Regions from separate parts of the Gasterosteus aculeatus genome. Here region 2 is linked to region 1. The links are chromatin contacts, called in public Hi-C maps. All regions are on one chromosome and are shown on one strand. Each heading gives the region's core, a stretch centred on a gene start, on an enhancer-like site or on the middle of the called end of the contact. The rest is flanking DNA. Distances are from core to core; before and after follow the strand shown. Region 1 has its middle 24 kb from the start of rab11fip2. Region 2 holds the start of emx2 (empty spiracles homeobox 2).

Evidence for each region. A called contact is a pair of places that touch in the nucleus more often than the background predicts.
Region 2: a Hi-C map of tail fin shows a contact between it and region 1, with 3 times the contacts expected there. The contact joins the promoter of emx2 here to the enhancer-like site in region 1. A contact is called at or near these places in 4 of 6 Hi-C or Micro-C datasets (liver, skeletal muscle, tail fin and 1 more).

Annotation. Positions count from the first base shown.
Region 1 is chr6:4,760,425-4,768,352 of fGasAcu3.hap1.1, reverse strand. No RefSeq gene overlaps it. Among protein-coding and RNA genes, the nearest start is that of rab11fip2, 24 kb to the left of the region's middle. Within about 2 kb of position 4,317, at least 3 of the 9 cell types and tissues checked have open chromatin away from gene starts, as enhancers often do.
Region 2 is chr6:4,875,488-4,883,415 of fGasAcu3.hap1.1, reverse strand. It overlaps emx2 (empty spiracles homeobox 2), which reads left to right and starts at 4,875. Exons shown (of 3, transcript XM_040177791.2): 1 at 4,875-5,800; 2 at 6,885-7,069. The coding sequence starts at 5,410. eif3s10 (eukaryotic translation initiation factor 3, subunit 10 (theta)) reads left to right here. Exons shown (of 22, transcript XM_040177760.2): 19 at 1-230; 20 at 338-473; 21 at 568-887; 22 at 2,312-3,072. The coding sequence ends at 2,481.

The DNA.
Region 1 (7,928 bases), core at 3,068-5,567:
ATATACAACCGAAGTTGGGATGCTGTTGAGATCCTCAAGTGAAGATTTATTTTATTTTTCCCAACTGTAGGGACGAGATAGTAGAGAAAAAAAAAACTCAGGCTGGAGCAGTCAGTCATGTCGATCCTATTACAGGTTTAAAAGTCTAGTCCTTGTTACACTGGGGAGACCCAGAGGAGTCCCTGAGCCCCAGTTTGAGCCCCAGTTGGAGCTCCACTTACACAGCAGACACCAGCGTGTCCTCGGTGCAGCCGTTTCTAACGTTGTAGAGGTCTAAATGGACCAATTAATAACCCATAAATCTTGTTTTATTTATGGGGTTACACAATCACGGATGATCTTTTTTATCGTCATATTCTTTTAATTTTGAAAAGATCAAATGCACATTTAGGTTGAAATAATTTTAAGCTATTTGTATTCAGTCAAAAATAATAGAAATTACAGTTTACTCAAGATTAAGTTTTTCCAAGCGTATTTTTCCAATTTAATGTGTGTCTCCCTGCTCTTCAGTGTCGTAATCCAGAAGGTCGTGGCACTGCAACAAAGTGCCGGTTGTATGAAGACCATGTGTGTGTTTATAATGCATGGACCTCGCAAATACTTTAAATTCAGTTATACTAAGCTGGACTTTTAACTTAAATGAGTTACTTTCCTTTTCTTTAGTGTCAAAATTGTTGTCTGTGTTTTTGTCTTTAATCGAGTCAAAAGAAACATTAAAACAGTCAAATGAACAAGTATTACAACTGGAATTTAACCATATCAGGGAAAGAAAAAGATGTTTCTAATTAAATTAAGTTATTTAGCTAACTTGAATTAATAGGATTAAACTGTTTACCATTATCTGTTGCTTTAGAAATAAAAGATGTGTTTCCTTCTTAGAAAATACAGTTAAAAGAAAAAAAAAGTCAAATCAATTGTTCTCTCAGAAAGGACAGTATTTCAATGCATTGAAAAGATCGGGAGCTCTAAATTGTAAAACTATTAGGTTAATTGAGTTAATGAGCATTTTAATACCGATTAAAATCTGAAGCTACTGCAAACTGATTATCTCATCCAATAAAACTGCACCAGCAGTGCCAGTGGAGTCTTCTACGTCCGGCGTCTTGTGCTGCCTCCTTCACGTGAGAAACATTGTATTCTACGAGCGGGAACATTGTATCACTTTGAGAATGATCTGTAAAGGAAAGAAACAATCAAAACAAACGAGAAGCTGATTGGGATCTGTGGCAGACAATTTCCTCTCCTCACCTCTCTCATGAGCAGCAGCACCCACCAGCGAGGAGGCGTCCCACTGGGAGAGCCTCTGTGTGGTTATCATACCCCATCTAGTGGCTGCAGTGGGTTAAAGGAGAGAGGAGGACGAGGACGAGGACAGCATCAGCAGCACCTCTCAGCGCTCGACCAGCTGCTCTCTGCACCGATGTTAAAACACTCAAATGAGATGCTGTGTTTTAGGTGTATAAATAAATAGATGAAAAGATTAGAGATATTTTGAGGAAAAAATTGCCTCGCTTTGGCCGCAATAATATAATAATAATAATAATAACAGAGTCTTTGAATGCAAAGGACTGTTAAATTAAAAGAAAACAGAGAAATCAAGAAGAGCTCCAAAAAGAGTGTGGTCTGACAATATAGTAGTCAGACCACACTCTTTTTGGTGCAAATTGAATTTGATTTAGTGGGGGGGGGGGGGGGGGGGTCTTATGGGGGTGTTGAGAGTGAAGCAGTACACGGGTTGTGTTACAGAGATATGAAGCCATGAGAATGTGTGAAAGCGATGCCCTCCACATCCCCTCTTTTCACAAGCCCATTATCCAATTGAAAACTGATCTTCAGCAAACTCACTGTGTGCCTCTCTCGGAGAATAAATGCACCAAAATTGATCTCGGGCCTCTGAAGTGGGCCCGCCGAGCTGGAGTTTACACATGGGACCATTTTATTCACTTCTGGTGGCAATTTACCAACATGTAAAACTGAGAACTCTCCACCACAACCTGCAAGGGAAACGCGGGAGCTCCACCTGTCCCACAACCTCGTTGGAGCATCATTTTCCTGCCCACGGAGAGGGTGGGTAAGGGGGGGTTAGCTGTGACAATGTCTAACAATGTGTGTTAACAATTCAGCAGTACGGTGGGACCGTCTCAAGGAAGATCAGCCAGTTGGAGGATCTGCTAATGTATTGTGACTCCTGCTGTCAGCAGCTCAGCTCTGCACCCTGCTCCTGTCGCTTTCAGCCACCTCCACCGTTAACCGCTTGCTCTGGTTGGATGTCTCACATTGTATGAGTGCAAGAGTAAGAAAGATGCGATTTGATGCAGACATTATATACACAGAAAAGCTTTTAGAGTTTTTAGGCTTTCATGAAACTAATAGCAAACAAGTATTAATAAATAATACATTGTTTTTCATGCATGACACAGCTGTATCAAAATTTGACCCCTGTTAATGATTTTACATAGATATTTAACATACAATGTTTGACTATATAATTAATTATTTATTATAGTGTGTGTTTTAAATGTATACACTCATACATACAGTATATATACTGCATTAATTCATATATATATATATATATATATATATACATATATATATATATATATATATATATAAATACCCACATAGGTATGTGTGTTTACATATATATATGCGGAGATCTTTCTGAAGCATTTGACATTGTAATAACAAAACTAGCTCATATAACATGTGGGGTACCTCATGGAGTAATTTTAAGACCCTAATTACTTTGGCATCATTATATAACCTGTTATTGGTACGTACATTTTGTTGTATACTATTTAGAAATGGGAATGAGAAAATGTGCAAAGAAGTGTTAAATGATTTTTCTTACGTCATTGGAGATGATCAGCAAATGGGGTTTAATTTATGTGTTTTCTTAACTTTAAATTATTCTGTGATTTATTGCGTTTTAAGTTACGGTAGTATTCTTCGGGCTCTATCTTCTACTGCAAAAAAAGACAAATTTGATTGCCAATTTTCTCAAACCATAGATAAAGAAAATATATATTGTTTGATTTGTTTTAATTATATAATAAAATAGGCTGAACTCTGTTATCAAGCATTTACAAACTGTTTTCAACTAAAAGTCCAGATGCGTTGTATGATTCATAATTGTTGGAAAAAAGTATATGTATATATTTAAATAATGAGCTAGTGGATATCGCAGTGGAGGGAAGAGGATGTAACTTTATTAGAATAAATATGGGATGAGAAAAAGAAAACACATCCTCTTGGGAAATTTCTACTTGCCTTTCAGCAAACAACAGCCGGCCAACCCGTCCTAATAATTGTCATTCAGTCCCTGAAAAGAGGGGGCTTGAAATATGTATCACTATAATCCCATTTACCCATTTCCCATGGTTGTTCATGTGCACTTACATGTCTTAATGTGCTTTCCATAGTATAGTTCTAGTCTTGACCATATATCCTTGGCAGCTGATTTAAAACAAAACCAACAGGATCGAGATGTAAAGTTGCGCTGCAGATAAAAAGCTGTCCCGAGCCTTATTATATGGTTTATAATTATAGAGCCTTCAGCTGTTTCGCCCTATTTCCTGTGCATCCGTTTTAATCAGGCCATAACCACCGTTACATTTGTTCATCCGATGGGTGATGCAATCCCTGAAGCCAAAGCTCTCTATTCATTAGATTGTTTTAATGTGCCTGAAAGCGGTTGTGCAAATAAATAAGCGGTTACAGTGAAAATAGAGGAATCCCTGAGTCTAGGAAGGACTACAATTCCAACTTGTCCCTTTTATCTTATTAATCCCACGCAACGTCATTTTGCAGGTCTTCGGAATGGCCTCGGAAATTGTGTCTAATGGGCTGCAAATCAAGCAGTAATTAAAACTGCATTAACCTTAATGAATCAGGAGAATGGAGACACCAATTTATCTGAGTTGTGTTTATACAAGGGCTGGTTTCAATAATACATGACGCAACCGTCTGTGTGGGATGAGCCCTTCTTCCTAATGTGAACCTCCTGTGTGTGTGTGTGTGTGTGAGTATGAGCGTGTGTGTGTGTAGGTGTGTGTGAGAGAGCATCAGTGTGGTGTGTTTTGGCCCTCGCCGTCATTACAGGCCTTGTTAGAGGTTAACTTTAGCAACATTCAGGCGTCTTTAGCGCCGCGGAAGGAGACGCAGCCGCATGGTGCCAATCAGCGTCACAGGTGTTCATAATTGTCTGTCTAATTGCTTCATTACTGGCGAGGAGGCCTGAGCCCCGTCTGCGCTTCCACCACATCTGGATTTTGGGAAGCCCTCTCCAGCTCCAATGAGCAGCTCTCTCTCTCCCGAGCTTTAACATGTATCTGCTTGTTGCCGTGATTTCCCAGGAGCGCGTCATTTATTTGTTCGCCGATTGTGACTCAAGCGCCTTTAATGGAAATTCCCATGGCTGCTGTGGGCGTGGGGCGCTTATGGCAATTTGTTGATGGTGAGAACTTGTTTATTTTGCTGTGAATAAAGTCCCTAAAAAGACTAAGAAATAGTACAACCTGCAAATGATGTTGGTCATGTAAAGTGTGTTTTTTCCTTCACTTCGTTGTGTGTTTTTGGTGTTATCACAGTCACTTGTACGGTTGGAAGACCCTTGAGATTTCCCTCAAGAGACCTGCTGTCCTAAAGCATCAAGCCTCTCCATTGTGGGAAGGACCTGAGGGGGGGTTGGGGAAACTGTGATTCTTTATTACCGAGAGCAAACACACCAGAGATCCCTTTTCACTCTTGTTTTGGCAGATTATTGAAATCACAAAGTGACAAACAGAACCCTAGACTTTTAGAATCTTTTAAAAACCACCCCCCGTCTGTCTAATACTTCTCCCCTTAAGGAAAAGGCCGATAGCTGTGGTCACTGCTGTTAATGAGACATTTAACATGCCATTTGCAGAAAGTGCCCCAGCATCTCCCCCACACTCCCCGATAAGCTCGTGTGAAATGGGAAGGGGGCCGAAGGCTCGACCCCCAAACCTCCAGCCACCTCTGCCCACCCACACAGGCCGTTATGTATCCGTGCTCGCGTCAAGCCCGGACCTGCGCGCCCCAATTAACTCCCGGCCATATGGATTTCAAATGTGGCTTTTGGCAGATGTTTGTCCAACCCATCGCTCAATTTGGCACGCGAAGGGATTTGGTGTCACCTTCTGGGAGTTTGTGAGGTTTCTGTCAGATTCTGATTATCAGTCTTCATCAGGTGGATTGGTGTTTTCCCCGGAGGTGAAGTTACGACCCGGCGTGGCTGCTATTTGTTCATGAAAGGGATCTCAGTCGCCATTCAGTCACTCACGGCCGCCATTGTTGACCTGTAAAAAAAAAAAATCTGTGCTCAAATTGATTCAGCATTGGGGATTATGTTCATGTCCAATGATGCAAGTCCCACAATCGGATGTACATAATCATTTCAGTTGTAAAAGTATGTGTGGGTGCAGGTCCCCTCTGCCCCTGCTGTCAGATGGGCATGCCTTGACTTGATTCTCCCTGACAACAGAGTCTTCAATGAGGCATGTTGGAGTCCTCCGAGGGCTCGCCGGTGTTTTTCGTGTGATGTCAACACTTTAAACATAACATGCTAGTTTTGATTTGTATCATACCTCAGACATTCACAACTCCGACTTGGTGACTACACACAGGAATCCAGCTGCTGGGACGGAACTAGAAATGATGTAATGGCCAACAATGAGCATTTTATGCATGTCGATTGTCTATCAGTCTCCAGAAAATCCCCAAACTGAAAACCGGATTGAACATTTCCCGCCATTGTCCCCCTCCAAATTGACTCTGCAGTAGGTATTTAAAATACAAGTGTGGAAATATTTCGTGTTCTTTGCAGCTTATGTGCAACGGACTTGGCAGCAAGACAATAACTATGGGAGGTGATTTATTTCCTATAGTAATTAAATGCCTACTTGATCATTTTTTTCTGGGGAAAATGTGAGAATGTGGCAAACAAATTAAAAGAGCACTCCATGACTAAACCTTGGCCGGGGATTGGTGGAAACATCAGAAGGAAACAGGAGCCAAACCTCCTTAATCTACGTGGCGACATCCGTAAGTTTCTGAGAGAACAATTCGCAAACAAGCATTCTATTTCTGTTTGCGCCCGATTATTAATTTCAATTTATGTAACCCCACTTACACCCACAGTTTAATTAATGATGCTTGTTATCGTCCGTGTTTAAGAGGTAATGGACAATGCTGAATTTTGAGTGTTTACAGTGCTGGAGAAAAATCCTGCTTTACCCCTTTGTAATGGACTGCCAGCAAACAAGAGATTAACAGTGTTTGTCACTCTTGCTGCAGCTGTGTTATAATGCAAAGAGGGGAGGGGGGGGAATTAAGCACAGAACTTTGAAATGGTGACTTGAAATAGCTACCATGGTCAGAGGAACTGGCATGCCCCTGCATCCCCTAATCCATACCATAATTCCTGATCTAATTAGAGGGAGGCTCAGCGCTAGGCCTGCCATGAAAAAATAAAGAGCACGGGCAGAGCGTGTGCCCGGGGACCGGAGGGAATAAGAAGTCAGTGAAATAGAAAGAGAAGGAGAGAAGTAAAGGAGAAGGAGGAGAAACAAGTGAACAGCGAACTGAGCAGGTAAATACGGCCGACTGCTTAATAAAAGCACCACTCAGTCATCAGTAAAACGGGACATATCATCTTATTAGCTCCTGCAGAACTATCTGAGTGGAAAAACGGGTAAATCTGCGATGTATCACAAAGAACAATACTATTGCTTTGGGTGTTGATGGGATTTTGGCAGATGTATTCTGTAAGCATTTCAACAGCCAGCAAGGCTGGTGGTGCAGCAAACGTTGCATCACACAAGTATCCCAGTTCAGTTAATCCACAGAATTCGTAAAGGGGCAACGTGTAAGATTATCAACAGAATGTGCAGACGCTTCAGTGACATTATGTGAGGGACGTTTGTGTGTCATGTTGCAGAGATGTCTAATGAAATGAGCAGCGAACCACCAGCCATCCGGTCCTGCTCTCACAGTACCAGCAGCTTGGTGGTGTTTTGTGCGTTGTTGGCTGGCTGTTAGTTAGCAGCTGGACTTTTCTTTTTAAAGCCAATGACTGTAAATTGAAATGATATTGTTTCATTAGTTGAGGTAAAATGCTGCCCCCTATCTGCTTGGAGCGGCTGGTTAGATCTCAGACATTGCACCTTTAAAATTGAGAATCAACAGGACAATTAGCAATGACATAAATACGGTTTGTGAAACAACTTATATTCTGTTTTCAGAGAGAAAGGTTGAACTTGAAATACTTTAAAAATTCTTATTCATAACCAAATAAATAAATCCGTCAACTTTACTAAAGATACTTGTGAAACAGTATGTTTGCCTACAATAAAGCCAAATATCAGGTTTGATAATAGATCAATAATATTAATATGACTATAGTAGTTCAATTGGCAAAGAGCATCCTTCCATTGAACAATTTACTAATTTAGGTCCACAAAATAGTAATTCAGTAGTACGCACTTCCAATTTGTGCACATGCTAAATTAATCCAATTCCTGACTCCTGCAGGACTTCATACACTATTACCCACCCAGCAACAATTTGAACAGAAATAGGAATGTTGCAAAGAGCCAGAAAACCCAACTTGATTGTTGTTTGTGACGCAGAAATCTCCATTTCCTCTTCCATCTGGACCAGACGAAGCCATTTGAACAGCCCGGCCCCCGCTCGGCTTCAAAGTGTCCGTCTGAGCTCTCAGACTGGACACTTGCTGCAGGTGCATCGCTGGAAACACTGATGCAACCTCAGAAATGGCCGAGCCCTTTCCATGAAGGAGGCTGGTGTGTGTGTGTGGACGCGGGGGGGTGTTGGACGGCAAGAGAGCGAAGTGAAGTCCCCTCATGTGTCTGCCTGATCGGACATGCAGCCCAAATTCAAAT
Region 2 (7,928 bases), core at 3,626-6,125, 110 kb before region 1:
GAGGCGTGCCTTTGACGACGACCGTCCTTTCAGGCGTGGCTTTGAGGATGACCGAGGTCCCCGTAGAGGCATGGAGGACTCCAGAGGTTCCAGGCGTGGGGCCGACGATGACTGGGGTCCCAGAAGAGGAGGGGATGACGAGAGGGGTGGAAGGAGAGGCATGGACGATGGGCCGCGCCGTGGTGCGGACGTCGACGACGGCAAAGCCTGGAAGCCCCTGAGCCGACCTGGTAAGCCTGCAGCCAGCAGCGGTGTCTTTTTCAATACGAAGACTGCTGAGCAGCCGTGTGCTTAGATTAGATGGCTCGTTTAACGGGAGGATGTGCTAATGCTTTAGCTACAGGTGGCTGGCGTGAACGGGAGAAGGCCAGAGAGGACAGCTGGGGTCCTCCACGTAACAACGCCAGTGAGGACAAGGACGATAAAGTCGAGGAGAAACACAGAGAAGACCTCAGAGACCGCCGCCCACCCAGGTGGGCCTAAAAACACCTACATAGTGTATTTATTTTTGCTTTTGTAAAAAAATGAAGTTATCACAGAGACGTTTTTACCACAATCTATTCACAGAGAGGAGAATACTTGGAGGAGGCCAGGCACAGAGGAAGGAGGGAGCTGCTGGAGAGACTCTGAGCCTCGTGTAGTTCGCCGCGAGGAGCCCCGTGTAGAGCGCCGCGAGGAGCCCCGTGTAGAGCGCCGCGAGGAGCCCCGTGTAGAGCGCCGCGAGGAGCCCCGTGTAGAGCGCCGCGAGGAGCCCCGTGTAGAGCGCCGCGAGGAGCCTCGTGTAGAGCGCCGCGAGGAGCCCCGTGAGGAGCCTCGTGTAGAGCCTCGTATAGAGCCTCGTGAGGAGCCCCGCGAAGTCAGAGCCCCACCCAAAGAACAAGAGGAGGGTAAGTGTGATTTAAGATACAACCAAAATATCCATACCAGGGCTTCACCTGAACGGGCCCCTAGAATATGTGACATTGTTAAAGGCTGCGGGACGGAAAACATGTCAACGTCATGTTCATATTGAAATGTAGCTTTTATTCAAGAAAACCTTTAGCGACATGTAAGGTACAAATGTGTATTTTACCTTCAGCACAATGACTGTGATCCTAACATTGTAGCAGTCATCAGACACACTTCGCACAACTGTATCAATTATACAGAGCTTGCAAATGGTCCCCAAATAACTAAATAGAACAAATCACTCCTAAAGGCCGGCGCATGCTTCTGCGCTTGCGTCGATGCACTCGTTTCAATTCATGGTTCTGCGTGTGTTGCAGAGCAATTCACCGCTAGAACAACAGGCGGAGTGACGTGTTGTGTTGAAGACGACCTAGAGAGTCACGTCTATTTATTTATTTGTTTATTTATTTATCCTAGACTTTATTGCCCCGAGCATCGCCACTGCTGCTTTTCATCGCGGACATTTTCCTTCACAACTTTGTGCACCTCTTGACCGGAAAACCGGCGTTTGCGGCGATCTCCCTCCGTGAATCCAACCTGCTTCTACAACCGGCCAATGACGGCTTGTATAAGCGTCATATTTGCGCATTTCTTCTGACAAAAGTTCTTAAATCTGCTCCGATCTCTTTGTTTTAATAATGGCGATATCGGGCTATGAAAGCAGAAATGTGAGACTCCGTAAATGATGTAGTTAGCGGACTAATCGCAGCCTGGTGCGCTGCGGGAGGTTTGCGTTGCTTTCGACGCAAGCCTAGAAAAATGGCTCGACACACGCAAGGACGCAAGGAGGTGTGAAAAGCGACGCAAGGGACACACAAGGGGGGCTTACGTCTGCGTCGCTCTGAAAACGCAGAAGCATAAATCCGGCTTATTTCGGTGTTCCACCTAGCACTATTTTGTCTTGACAAAACAACAACGCTACATGAAGGGGTTATATTGAGCCAGCAGAGGTCGCTGTTCCCTTTTTTTGCTGATGTGGAAAGTGTCAGAGATACCATGGGGGATAAATATAAACGCATTAATCTATGCGATTAATGTGGCCACGTTTAATGCAACAAAATATTTCAACGTAGTTAATGTACCTCTTCTTTACTTCCGGAAGCTGACCGTGGAAACGAAGCGGCCGCTGGCTGCAGTCAGTTACATCCGAGAAAGCAAGACAGCAGCTCACGATAAACATTTTTTTAAAACATTTAATAGTAACAACAAAATTCATTAATCGATTAATTAATTTTTCAAAATGTGTGATTAATTATTATTTTTTAAATCTTGACTGCTCTAATAATTTATTATAAGAAAAAAATTAGGTCTTAAACTAGAGTTGTGAATCAACATGTTGTGATGAGCATAATTGTTTCCATAGGAAGTTCTTGGCGCCGTGGAGGCGAGGAGAAGCGGGAGGAGCGCCCCAGAGACGAGCAGCGTGAGCCTGAGGCGGAGCCTGAAGGAGACAAGGGTTGGCGTACCGACAAAGACGCCCGCCGCATCAAGAACGAGACAGATGATGACGGCTGGACCACTGTACGCCGCTGAGTCACTTCCTCTCAGCCGGTTAGCCACAGTGGTGAATTCTGATACTCATTTGGGATATTCCTTTGTATGACATCTTTGTAGACAGTAGTTTTCCTGAAGATGATTTTCTAATTAATCTTTAATTTTGACATCCAGCTGTTTTGAACCAGAGGCTCCTAACACCATCAACCAATATACCTTTATGCATTTAGTTCACCTGTCAATGTACACATGACTGTGGTATCATTACCTTGCATTGAAAAAGTGAAATTGAATAAAAAAAACATTGTTCCTGCTCAAACTTTCAGTGCATCACCAACTGCCTCTTTTTAATAAATGCTCTTTACAAGGATGATGTTATATTATGCCACAGATCTACAACTCTTGTAATAGCAATGACCAGGAACGTGTCATCTGCTCCGGTGATCTCTGCGCTCTATCTATTTCAACCTGAACTAGGTGAATTTACATCTCCATGTGCATGCTTAGAGTATTCAATTGGTCTCGCCTCATATCCAGTGTGTGTGGTTCTATCTTGCTGCAATTAATGGGATCAAACCAGGTTGCATGTGTACAGATAAAGCCTTTATTAATAAAGATGTTTGCTCACCACCCATTGTTGATTTGGTCTTGAATACTATGGCGCCATTGAAGATCGCAGCACTCTCATCTATAGCCTGGTGCCCAACACAAAGCTACTTGGCCCATTGTGGGAGTCAGAGGATAAACCTGCACAAAAACAGTTTGATTTGAGTGACGCTTCTGAAAATGTGTTCCAGTATCTGTATTAGGCCACATACGATTTTCACCCTTCCAGACTACCTTTGAAAAGCTGTCTAGTTGTCCCCAGGCGGCCCAGTTTAATCACACTACCACAGGGTTTCCACTAGAGGTCAGTAAAGCTCCGTGCAGAGGAAGGCTGCACGTGTGAGAGGAGGGGTGTTGGTTCATGCCCACCATCAGCACTTGGCTCCGTCCAAAACTCGGTGTTCACTATGCAGCCAATTCTAAAAAACAATAACGCGATGTTAGTCTTTCAAGGCACTAAAAAACTAATTTCAACAAAGATGAACTTTTCTTAAATGTTAGTTGCTCGGTAGAAGCATTGCTTTGAATTTGGCTGAACTGAAGCAAACGTGTATGAAGGTTACTGTAATAGTGATAATAGAAACGATAGTAATATGGATAATCATAATAATAATGTGCGTCGTGGGAAGAACATTTATCTGTGTTTGGTTGTATTAAAGAAAAATGCCTTACCTTTAATGAACTGACTCGGCAGGTTCAAAGAAAACATCTGAAACAGCCAACAATTCGTGATAACAATAATCTGGATTGACACATTTTCATGTTAAATCGTACGTATTTGTGTGTTGTACGGCTCTGCCAACACATGTCGGTGACGTTTGTATTTTATTCTCTACAGACCGTTGACCTACACGCACAAATAAGCCCCACGCTGTTGATGTGCTTTGCATGGGCGTGCTATGCATCTTCGAAGTAAGCTACACTATAACAATATAATAACGGCCAATTAATAACTCCAATAAAAGAACACTTAATAAAAATAATAACAACCTCACACACGTCGGCCCATTAGGCCAATTCCATTTTCCACCGTATGAAAAAGAACAAAAAATATAAATACCAAATTACATTGAGATAAAATATAAAACAGGACTAATTGTTCATTTTTCCGGGTTGGATCCATCCAGTTCCGAGCAGCCTTACTGTGCCTGCGCGCGCGATTAGTGCGTGTTTCCTCACGGAGGCCCTCGTGGCAGCCCGCAGACACAGGTAGCCACCAATAAACACCTGAGCATGTTTGCACTGAATAGCAGCGACTTTACAAATGTGTTCGTGTGTGTGTGTGTGTGTGTGTGTGTGTGTGTGTGTGTGTGTGTGTGTGTGTGGAGGGGGGGTCGTGAACACTGCGCGTCTTCATGCACTGTCCCGTAGTGTACCGCGTGTTTGTGTCTCACGGGCGTCTCGTCTCGTCTCGCAGTCACAGTCTTTAATATTTGAAATGTATCCTAAAATAATCTGAAAAACATTAACTAAGCGGGGAGGGAACCAGAGCAGCTTCTCTGCATAAACCCAGTCAGAAAAACAGGAACAAAAACGGGAAGAAACGAAAAGAAAAGGCCAAACGATACGACTGACGCTGATTATTTCCGCCTGCACAGGACGATAGACTTTTAATAGGACTGATTTGATGTTTGCACAACATTGTTGTGCATGATTGAGTATAATCACCTGCTAACACTAAATGCACCCCCACCCTTAGGAAGGAAAAAAAACACACGTTGAAGCATTCATAGCGCTTAAATGCAAAATAAGCGGGACACCGTGCGCTTGGTTCAGAAGAGTGTGTTAAATATCCTGCAGATATGTGCGCGTGAGCATGTGTGTGCGCGCACGAGCATGTGTGTTGTGTGAGGAGGGGGATAGGTAGTGTGTGTGTGTGTGTGTGTGTGTGTGTGTGTGAGGAGGGGGGGGGGGGGGGGGGGGGGGTGCTCCTCTCTGGACGAATCCGTTCCGTGTTGCGCGTTCGAGTCCGCCTCTCCGCGCCCCTGCTTCCCATTGACGCACTTTTTAAGCGTCTTCCCTTCTCCGGCTCAGGGCGAGCAGCAGCGGCGGCGACCAATCACCATGCCATTACAGCCTTCAGAGGAAGCTGTTTATGGGACTGCAGCGCTAATTAGGCTCATGAACTAACAAATCTGCCTGCACGAACCCGGGCGAGGAAAACGATCACATCCATGGATTAGTCTGGGAGAAGCCGAGCGCTTTTTGTTGGGGCTTTGCGGACACTGCCCGCCTTTTCCTCCCCGAACTTATTTACTGCGCAGAAAGTTTCCCCCTTTTCTTTGGGTGTGGAGTATTTTTTAAGCGCGAGCGCCGCACGACAGCTTTCCACTTAAACTGGGGAACCTGGACTATCAGACCATGTTTCAACCTGCGCCCAAGAGGTGTTTCACCATCGAGTCTTTAGTGGCGAAGGATAATCACGTACCGGCGTCCCGCACCGAGGAGCCCATCAGGCCAGCGGCTCTCAGCTATGCAAACTCCGGCCAGATGAACCCCTTCCTCAACGGCTTTCACTCCGGCGGCAGGGGCGTCTACTCGAACCCGGACTTGGTGTTCGCCGAGGCGGTCTCTCATCAGCAAAACTCCGCCGTCCCGGTGCACTCGGTGGCCCCGCCGCACGCTTTGGCCGCTCACCCGCTTTCATCCTCGCACAGTCCGCACCCTCTTTTCGCCAGCCAGCAAAGGGACCCGTCGACGTTCTACCCCTGGTTATTACACAGATATAGGTACTTGGGTCACAGATTTCAAGGTGAGTTATCAGAATGCTTCGTTCGGCTCTTTTTGCGCCGAGCGGCTCCATGGAATGTTTTTTTTTTTTTTCTCTCCATCAGTTCGTCTTTTTTTTTTTTAAGCTGCGAAATTAAATAAAATCCGTTTTTTTAATACAATCATCTCCAATCTTTAGGCCACAGGAGTCACTTGTGTATTGGATTATTTCGTTCAAAAACGAATCAATGAATTTTTTCTCATTTTCAAAAAAGAAAGAAAAAAAATCCCTCGAGCGGAAAAGATAATTGTTGACTCGGCCGCCTGTCAGTCTGCTGCCTTTAATGTTGATCGGACACCAAAACCACTCGAAATGTTGACATGTTTGTACACTGCAGCTTAACGGATATACGACTTGGATCCATGCGTGAAAATGAAACCAATGTATTGCGCTGCTTATTTCACAGACACATTTCATATTTAAACTAAAATACACGATATTGATTTTTAGCCGGGGGAAAATTACACACAGAAATTGGCTGGTTATTTGAGCCTCTTGATCATTTTGTAAGGGTGACATGAGTCCAATTTCGGGTAATTCGAATTGTATTTAATAAACTGACATTGACGGATGTTGAAATTCGTTTAGTGATTTATGTATTCTTTTGGTCGCTTATTTTGTTGTATTTATTTTTGCTTTTTTACCAAGTAGAGTAAAAAGCAGTATATTTTTGAAGAATTTAAAATAAATATATATATATTATTTTGGATGCTGTCTATTTAAAGGTCTTCATGCTATTTCATTTTACCTTCTGTTGACAGAGGCTGTTTTCGAGCTAATTTAATTAGGCCCCGGATTATATACCTTTGTGCCGGTGATCCCACAGATGTTAGACGGAGAAAGTCAACAATAAGCAGCTATTTAAAATGCATACGTGTTGGGTAAATTACAGATTTACAGACGTGTGCCCGGCCTGTGCTCAGACATCATTATCGTGCCGTGTTCACAGCGGACTGTTGTTTCGTAGCTGAGCAGCAGGCCCGCTGCTCCTGGTGGAAATGTTAACACACCTTATAGAACGAGACGACGGCCGCTGACGGCTCCCTTCTTTTCTGCTCGTTCCCAGGCAATGAAACGAGTCCAGAGAGCTTCCTTTTGCACAACGCGCTGGCCAGAAAGCCCAAAAGAATCCGGACAGCTTTTTCCCCTTCGCAACTCCTGCGGCTCGAACACGCGTTTGAGAAGAACCATTACGTGGTGGGAGCAGAGAGGAAGCAGCTCGCGCACAGCCTTAGCCTCACAGAAACTCAGGTAAGAAACGTCACATTATCGCTGCTTCGACATTAAACGCCGCACGGATGGGACGAGGCGCTTGTTTCGTTTTTGAGACGCGCACCCTGCTGCTTTGCATGGCGCTCGTAATAAAAGGCATCGCCCGCATCGTGGCTGAGGAACCTGTCTAATGGTTTTATGGAACGTGGCACTGTGCGGCAAAAAAACACACAACAACAATGAGGCAACTATCAAATAAATATGTGACAACAAAGAAGAGACGCACAGCAAAGCAATCGTGTTCAATCATCAGCCGCCGAATTGTTTCTAGCGGGGGGGGGGGGGGGGGGGGGGCACAAATGCACGTTGTCAATTGAAGACAGGGGCTTTCTGTTGGATGAAATCCGCTGTCATTGTATCGGCCTAACCTCATTTCAGGAGGGGTTGAATTACTTTGTTTTGAGGGGGGTGCGAGAGGGGGGGGGGTGGGGTTGGGGGGAGATGTTGCCTTTCAAAATGGAGGGCAAATTAACCAGTTAACCATTTTATGGGATAGGCGACACAAAGCGCGAGGCGGGTTCAGTGAATTCCTCCTGCCATATTTAAGATGCTGTTTGAGCCCATCGGCCGCTGCCTTTTGTCCGCTGTGTCTCCTTTGGACGGCGGGGCCTTTGCGGGGGACTGAAGGGAGAAATGAACCGTCGCCTACTTTAATTAGCCCACTGAAGGCGAATTAAATGCACCTCAGTTGCCGTTTAAGAGCAAAATGGGGCTGCAGTGTGACAAAGCCGGAGCAGACCGGTTATCGATTGAGATGCTGTTAATTCCCAGCGGCACCGTTTAACAGAGCGGAGTCCATCTAGCGTGAACTTCTGTGTTTAGAAGTGGATGGAACTCC